2 separate regions of the Drosophila melanogaster genome follow, and region 2 is linked to region 1. Evidence: chromatin contacts called from public Hi-C data. All regions are on one chromosome and are shown on one strand. Each heading gives the region's core, a stretch centred on a gene start, on an enhancer-like site or on the middle of the called end of the contact. The rest is flanking DNA. Distances are from core to core; before and after follow the strand shown.

Region 1 (4,096 bases), core at 825-3,324:
CCCGATTGATTGGTAATGGTGCCCACCTCACTGGTCGACGTGCACGTCGAAGCGTTTTTCTTGATCTTCGGTCGACGCTGGCTGCTGGACTTGATCGGCGATGTGGCCTTGATGTCAGCACTGGTCATTGTCGAAGCGGCCACGGTGGCAGCTGAGTCCGTGACATCGTGTTCGCTGTTCCTGAATTTTGGAAAAAAAGGCATCAGCTACGTAAGATTTATCGGTTAATTCCATTCCATAACTCACCTAGCCCTGGCCACATACTGTGGCGGTCCGTTGAGTGCCTCAATTAGTGAGACTGGAATATAGCCTGGCGGAACATCCACTGGCGCCGGCTCCCCGGCCGCCGATGTGGGCGTGTTCTGGTGCAGTACATGCGTGCTAATTCCCTTCTGGACAGCACGGATCTGAAGCAACGCCCGAAACGGAGCGCGACAAATGGGACAATTGTTGGCCTGATAGCGCAGCGAATCCGCGCATGAATTGCACAAACAGAGATGGCGGCAGGGCAGGATGAGCGTATCCCTCGTCTCACTCATGCAAATAACACACTCGCTGCCATGATCGTCGATCTCCTCGTCCAGAGACGTTTTGTTCACGGCCTTGTTCTCGATGCCATAGATCTCCTGTAGCAGGTAGCACAAGCCATCCACAAAGATCTTTTGCTTCAATGCACGCAGCACATAGCTGCCGTTTTCCGGATGATGATCGATCACACAGATGGTGGTGTGCGATTGCCGACACTCGTCGCTGCCCTCCTCCACCACACAGTGAATGGCCACGGGATACTGTTCACGGCCGGGACTATAGCCCAGTTCATCCTCGGGCATCTGCTGCGGATTGAAGACATGGCTCGGCTGCGAGAAGCACTGATTGATGCCCTTCTCGTAGTGGTACGTCTCCGAGGTGAGACCCTCGCGCGGCACCAGTGTCACGCCGCTGGGACTGACATCCTCCGAGCAGAAATAGTAAATGGTAATGGCGCACTTGGCGTCCGAGTCAAAGGTAAACTCGATGTTGTAAGAGCAGGGCGGCGGTGGGGGCGTCATATCGGCATCACCGCCACCCAAACCCATCGAGCAGAGCACATTTCCATCCACATCCTCGATGGTCACGTTGGACTTCTCCTTGTCCAGATCCAAGTCCCGATCAATCTCCTTCATCTTGGGCTTCTCGAGTACACCGCCCAGCTTCTTGTCGTTCATCGTCTTGACGAAACGCACCGACTCCTTGCGAATGTTGACCAGACTCTTCAGGGTCTTCGTCGGTTCATTGGCCTGCGGCGGGGGATACGGAAAGGCTGTGGGTCGATTGCCCAGGAAATTGAGATCCGCATTCTCGCCAAACAAGTACGATTCCGGTTGGGGCGTGTCGAAGCGCTCGCCGCCCATGATGAAGTGGGTGCCAAAGAAGTTACCCATTCTCGGTGGATACTTGTAGGCATTGTTCGTGCTCGGATCGGCCTCCTCCACCGCCGCGTTCTGTCTGCTCACAAAGTTGCCCATTTGATAGGTTGGTGCTATGGAAAACTGTGACACAGATCCAATATAGCTCTTGGCCTACGTTTTCTCTTCGCTTTGGTTTAGTTTATTATTCTATTTCAGTTGGTCACCACCACACATACAATGGCATGTTGGCATTTCACTTGTTCGGCGGAAAATGGCCGCTGTGTGTGTGTGAGTGTGCGAAAGCTGTGGTCGCCTTCAAGTGTTGGATCCTGTGTCCACAAAACTAGCAATAGTACAAGTTGGTCAATGTCTTGATTATTTCTGATTTGCCTTTCCTTTCTTCTTTCTTCCTTTCTTTTAGGGCTGAGCTGCCGTCGACGACGTGGATATCGATATTTCGCTTAATGAAATATATCGATAGCTTAAACCAAAACTGATAAATAACTGCTTATTTTCGAAATATTTTATTTATTTGATAAAAAGTAAATAAAAAATCCTTACATCTTAGAGATAAATAATTAAAATTACCCATACACATTATTTTTTAATTCGCCGTCGGCGTTGCCACATAGCTCAACTCGTAGTTGCCAACTAATCACAAGCCAGCGTTGCCAACGGTTTGAAGGCAATAACAAACGGCGCCAAAATAGCGTACGCGAAAAAAAGTGCAGTGCGAAAATCACGGCAATTTTGCAGCGCATCACGGAGCAGAGAACACACTCGCAACCGCCATCATGAGCATAAGCATGAGCATGGACGAGACCATCTGCGCGTACTTCGTGAACAATCTGAAGCCGGGCGACGGTGGCGTCCAGGAGGCCGACACACTGCAGCAATTCGAGGCGGCGCGGGAGCTACTGGGCCAACAGTTGGCGGAAACGCAGATCCGGCAAATAAAGCCAAGCGAAGGATATCCCCTGATCGCAGCCGGTAACCTTACCAAGAAGGACGTCTTTGTGCTGACCCAGTTCGAGGGCGAATTCTTCGAGCAATTGCAGCAGACGCGAGCACTAATTCTGGGGCCACCGTGCCTCATCACCTGCCTGCGGCGCAATGAACCCATTCCCGAGGGCAGCAGTGCCATCTACAGCACGGCCATGCGGGATCTGCAGGTCTCGGCCACGGGCATAACACCACAGAAGAAAGAGGAATTGAGCAGGCTCATAAACTGGATGGGCGGCATATACTTTCAAAGCTTCGGGCATCGCACCACCCACCTCATTTCGAACACCATCAAGTCCAGCAAGTACGAGCAGGCAACGCTGAACGGAGTACCCGTAATGCACGTCGACTGGGTGCAGTACGTCTGGGATCAGAGTCGTCGCAGCCAGCGCGAGGGCATCATGGCCACGGATCCTGATTTCGATAAGTATCGCCTGCCCATTTTCTTTGGTGCGAATATCACGTGCAGTGGATTGGATGTGGCGCGCAAGGATCAAGTTATGCGGCTGGTCAACGATAATGGAGGCATCTATCATCGTGCCTTTCGCTCCCAGGTGGTGGACATCGTCATCACCGAGCAAACAAAAACGGACACCGAGAAGTATAAGGCAGCCATACGCTACAAGAAGGATGTCTTGCTGCCGGAATGGATCTTCGATAGCTGCAATCGCGGCTACGCTCTGCCCACAAAGGACTATGAGGTGCGGCCTGGCAAGACGTCGTCCACACCCACCAAGACCACTCGTCCGGGCGCAGCTCCCGGTGCAGATCAAACGCACCTCTCGGATCTCTCACGTATCAGCTTCGTCTCCGGCTCGCGTCGCATGTGCAGCGATCTTAGTACCGTCAACGAATCCGTCAGCAGTGTGGGCAGCAGTTCGCCCGCCAAGCAGCTGCTCAAGCAGGCGACTAGCAGTGGCCGCAACTACCAGCAGGTGCTGGCCGAGATTGAACCGCGTCAGGCGAAAAAAGCGGGCGCCTTTCTGGATGGCTGCTGTGTGTATTTGAGTGGCTTCCGCTCAGAGGAGCGTGAGAAGCTAAACAGAGTGCTGAATACGGGCGGAGCGACCCGCTACGATGAGGCCAATGAGGGCATCTCACACATCATTGTGGGCCAACTGGATGACGCCGAATACCGACAGTGGCAGCGCGATGGTCTCATGGGTTCAGTTCATGTGGTGCGCCTAGATTGGCTGCTGGAGAGCATTCGAGCTGGTCGCGTGGTCAGTGAGTTGGTGCATCGTGTGTCGATGCCACAGAATCGAGAACCAGACGTTGCCTCTCCTGCCAGCAAGCGAACACTGCGCTCCATGAACCACAGCTTCAAGCAGCCAACATTGCCCATCAAGAAGAAGCTTTTCGATCAGGAACCGGATCCCGTGCAGGAACAGGAGCACGAGGAGCCGGATCATACGCTGCTGGATCAGTACTCACAGGATCAAGGAGCAGTGGCACAACTGCCACCGGCAGATGTTAGTCTCCTTCAACCAGCGGCAAGTTCCACCCAAATGGATATACGCCAGCGAGTCTCGGTAGCCAATCCAAAACCACCCGCTGAGGGTTTGCAATTGCCGGATCTCAGTGCCAGCACTCTATCCATTGATTTCGATAAGCTGGACTACTTCGCCGGTGTCTCTGTTTATGTGCACAGGGAGTGTTTCAACGAGGAGTTCTTCAACCAAATGCTAACCGAATGCGAAGCTGCC
Region 2 (3,571 bases), core at 399-2,898, 110 kb after region 1:
ATGTGGCCACCGCCAGAGGAGCCGTCATCGCAATGGGCGTCGCCCGCAAGGAAGCGGTGGATGTTGGTGCTGCTGGTGCCGCTGCTGCTGATGTCGGTGCATTGGATGTGGTTGGTGGAGCTGCCGTGGCCATGCCCATGGCCAGTGATGACGTTATTATTGGTGGTTCCTGGACAGTTCGCTGGGCAGGGGCTCCCGTTGCAGCCGCCCTGCCGGTAGCCAATCCTGCTGCCGTATTCCTGTGCAGATTCGCCGTCATGCAAACGTAGTCAGAGCTATTGATGTCCTCTATATAGTTAGGATTAACGGAGACATTAATGGCGCCGCCGGGCGACTTAACGGGCGTGTGCTGCTGCAGTTTGGCCACCGACTGCGCGGTGGGTACGGGACTTAGGTGGCTAGGTAACGATAGATTCCTATATCGTTGCGTTGGCGATCCCAAGGAGCTAGAACTGGCCGTGTTGCTGCTAATGCTTCGCTGGTGCATGGGCGAGGCCAGCAGCGCATTGAGATCCAGACCGGCGGTGGACGAACTGCCTGAGGAGTTGGACGTGGGCTGCATCTCCTGATACATGGTGGCGGTGGCCGGCGAGGCCTGTGGCTGTGCCCGCTGGCCAGAGTGTGGAATGATGTTCTCGTATATGGGCGCAGCATGCTCCTCCAGATCGCCAGTTGGACCCAAAGCAGCAGAACGTCCCGATGGTGGTGGTGGTCCTCCTGCTGCTCTGGTCGTTCCCAACGATGCAGATCCTTGATTCTCTGGCACCGGCGTGTGTGCAAAGCGCCCAGCCCGAATGGGCTGCATCAGCAGATAGCCGTTCAATATGGCGCTCTGCCTGCTCCCGGGACTTTGAGGCTGAGCCCTCTTGTGGTTTGAATCGAATTGACCGTAGAACTCCAAGTTCTCATATACCGGCGAATGCTTCTGCGGTGCAATCCGCTGGCCCAGAATCTGTGCGGTCGGTGCATAGATTTGTGCACTTCCGTTGTGCGTGTGCTGTATCTGCTCCACCGGACGGGGCGTGGCGTATTTGGAGGCGGCAATGATGTTGCCGCGCTCGTACAGCTTATAGTCCTGATTGTGATGGAGTTGCTGCATTTGCTGCATCTGATGTTGCTGCTGTTGCTGCTGACTTTCCTGCAGGTAGTTCTCAATGGCGCCCGGTGAGCGCTGGTAGCTTCGCATGGCCACGCCCCCGTCTCCAGGGCCACCACTGCCGCCCCCTCCTCCAACACCAGCACCACCTCCCCCACCGATGTGAAGACGCTGCATCAGTGTCTCATAGTCGGAATCGGAGTTGCCGGGATTCCTCGCCTGCGTCTGCGTCCGCTGGGTGGTCATTCTGTCTTTTGATATATGTATATTTATCCACCAGATCCTGCTCCTCCTCCTTATCGTCTTCTTCTTCCGTCTCTCCTACTCCCTCGCCACACTTGCTGTCTCGCTCTGCGGGGGGGACGCCGCCCCGAAATCAACGATTGGCTCGCTTTTCCCGGTCGGAAAAGACCTTAGCTAACTGTGCTCGGCTAGTTGGCAATCAGTCAGTCGGCTTTTCCTTTATTCTATCAGCTTTTCTGCATTTTCTTTGTGCGCCTGCATTGGAATATCAAAAAATTCGTACAGTTAAGTGTGACCGCCGCGGGTTACGTTTATAATATACTGTCCGGCAGGCAGGCGAATATACCACAAAATATACTGCAGCTCAAAAGGGCCACTCTAAAATATCAAATACATATTGCATTGCATTACATTGTTTTTTTTTTTTTAATCTAGCAACGTTATTATTTAAAATTGTAAATTTAATTACAATTCCACTTAGTTATTTTTTTAGCTTGCAATAATTTTAATCCATTTAAAGTCGGGATTTTGAAATATTTGAGGTCTAAATTTCAAACATTGAAATTTTAATATTACTCTTCTTGAGTTTTTAACTTATATCCACTATTTTTACTTTTGAACCCAAAAGGTTAGCCAAAACTACAATTTTAGATCCCATAGCTCGAAATATATTATTATTTATATTTATATATTATTTACCTTATGATTATTTTTAAATAAAAGTTGAATGAATGGAAGTTTCGTGTACAAGTTTTGTATATTTAAAGGTTTTGGTCTGCCGCGTTTACATTTTGGTTAGTACAGAAACATTTAAATTATGTATATAACTAGCGTATATATCTGCGTAATTTGCATTAAGTTAGCATAGGAAGCCACAACAACGCGATGGAGCAGATGTACCGCATGGACCAGACTATGTGGCGTTCATGTCTGCAATGGAGCACGTCTGGTTCACCTTGAAGATGTTGGACAGCTCGTCCAGCAGTGTCTCATAGCGATAGGCCACACGGATCTCTGGCACATTGGTGCGCGTGATGTCGTTGCCCATGATACCGTCCTCGTAATAGATGGGTCCCAGCCACTGCTGTTTGATCTGTGGATGAAATCGGAATTGGAATCATTTGTCCGAACATAAAGCAGAAAGCATGCTTGGAACTCACGGCATGTGGGAATCCGCTCATCATCACACTGTTCCTGGCCAGCTCGCACATGTCGCATGAGCTGAGCTTCCACACCTGTGCCGCAATGCTGTACTCCTCCATGAGGGGTTCCTGAAAAGCGGACATGGGTTAATTTAATGCTGAATATTAAAGCATATATTGTCTAGCCCACCTTGGTGAAGTGGAATTGCAAGGGATCATCCGTGGAGAGGGAAATGATGAGGCCACGGGCCAAATACTCTGGCAGCGGATTGCGATGATAGTTGAGGAACAGGGAGTTGTTCGACAGCGGCGACATGGCGATGCCAATCTGGGTCAGATAATACAGATACTGCAGCACGGGCACTTTGCGCAACAGGAGGCCGTGGGAGATGTTCTCGGCCATGAGGAAGCCGCAAACCAGATGCTGCACGGGTCCAGCCTCGCCGCAATGGGGCCGCAGCACAAAGGTGTTCATATTGCGAGATCTGATGTATCAAAGGTAACAGTGGGTTAATCAATGATATATATACATATCAATATACTTCTACGCACTGTCTAAACTTGTTCAGCACCGTCATGTTGGCGTACATATAGTAGATATAGTAGGCATAGGGCGGATTCTCCTCGTAGGTCCACTCCTCCGGACGTGGCACATCGTTGTCGAAGAGCGGATTCTCCGGCTTGGACTCATCGTCCACCGAATCGAATCCGATCACGTACTGCAGAAAGCGATGCAACTCGGGATGCTTACTGGGTCGGGCTGTCGCCTCGAAGAGCGGCAGGAATATGTTGTTCAAGATCTCCTGGAATGACTTCATCATCTTGTTCGACTTGAAGATGTCGAAGAGACGGGGTATCTGGATCAGCCAGCGAATGTTCGAGCTGTACACATCATTGTCGATGGCCCACTTGGCCAGTTTGTACCACTCATCCGGCGACTTGCCATAGATGGAGAGACGCAGCTCGGCGTTCTGGTACTTGGACTCCTCCAGATCGAAGGCCACTTCCTGGCAAGAAAAACGGAAGAATTAGTTTATAATCGTATTCAGTTGTGAATTGATAACCACCTTTATGATCTGTGCAAAGTATT

The links. Hi-C and Micro-C count contacts between places; a contact is called where the count stands out from the background.
Region 2: a Hi-C map of the S2 cell line shows a contact between it and region 1, with 4 times the contacts expected there. The contact joins the promoter of jub here to the promoter of mus101 in region 1. A contact is called at or near these places in 8 of 107 Hi-C or Micro-C datasets (the D17-c3 cell line, the ML-DmBG3-c2 cell line, the S2 cell line and 2 more) and 1 of 6 datasets of contacts at active chromatin or transcription factors (the S2 cell line).

What each region holds. Positions count from the first base shown.
Region 1 is chrX:13,720,172-13,724,267 of dm6, forward strand. It overlaps mus101 (mutagen-sensitive 101), which reads left to right and starts at 2,075. Exons shown (of 1, transcript NM_080170.4): 1 at 2,075-4,096. The coding sequence starts at 2,183. Mrgn1 (Mahogunin ring finger 1) reads right to left here and starts at 1,806. Exons shown (of 3, transcript NM_132687.2): 1 at 247-1,806; 2 at 1-180. The coding sequence starts at 1,505.
Region 2 is chrX:13,828,669-13,832,239 of dm6, forward strand. jub (Ajuba LIM protein) reads right to left here and starts at 1,649. Exons shown (of 6, transcript NM_001298303.1): 1 at 1-1,649. The coding sequence starts at 1,342. AMPdeam (AMP deaminase) reads right to left here. Exons shown (of 9, transcript NM_001258730.2): 5 at 3,549-3,571; 6 at 3,034-3,488; 7 at 2,672-2,966; 8 at 2,500-2,610; 9 at 2,073-2,432.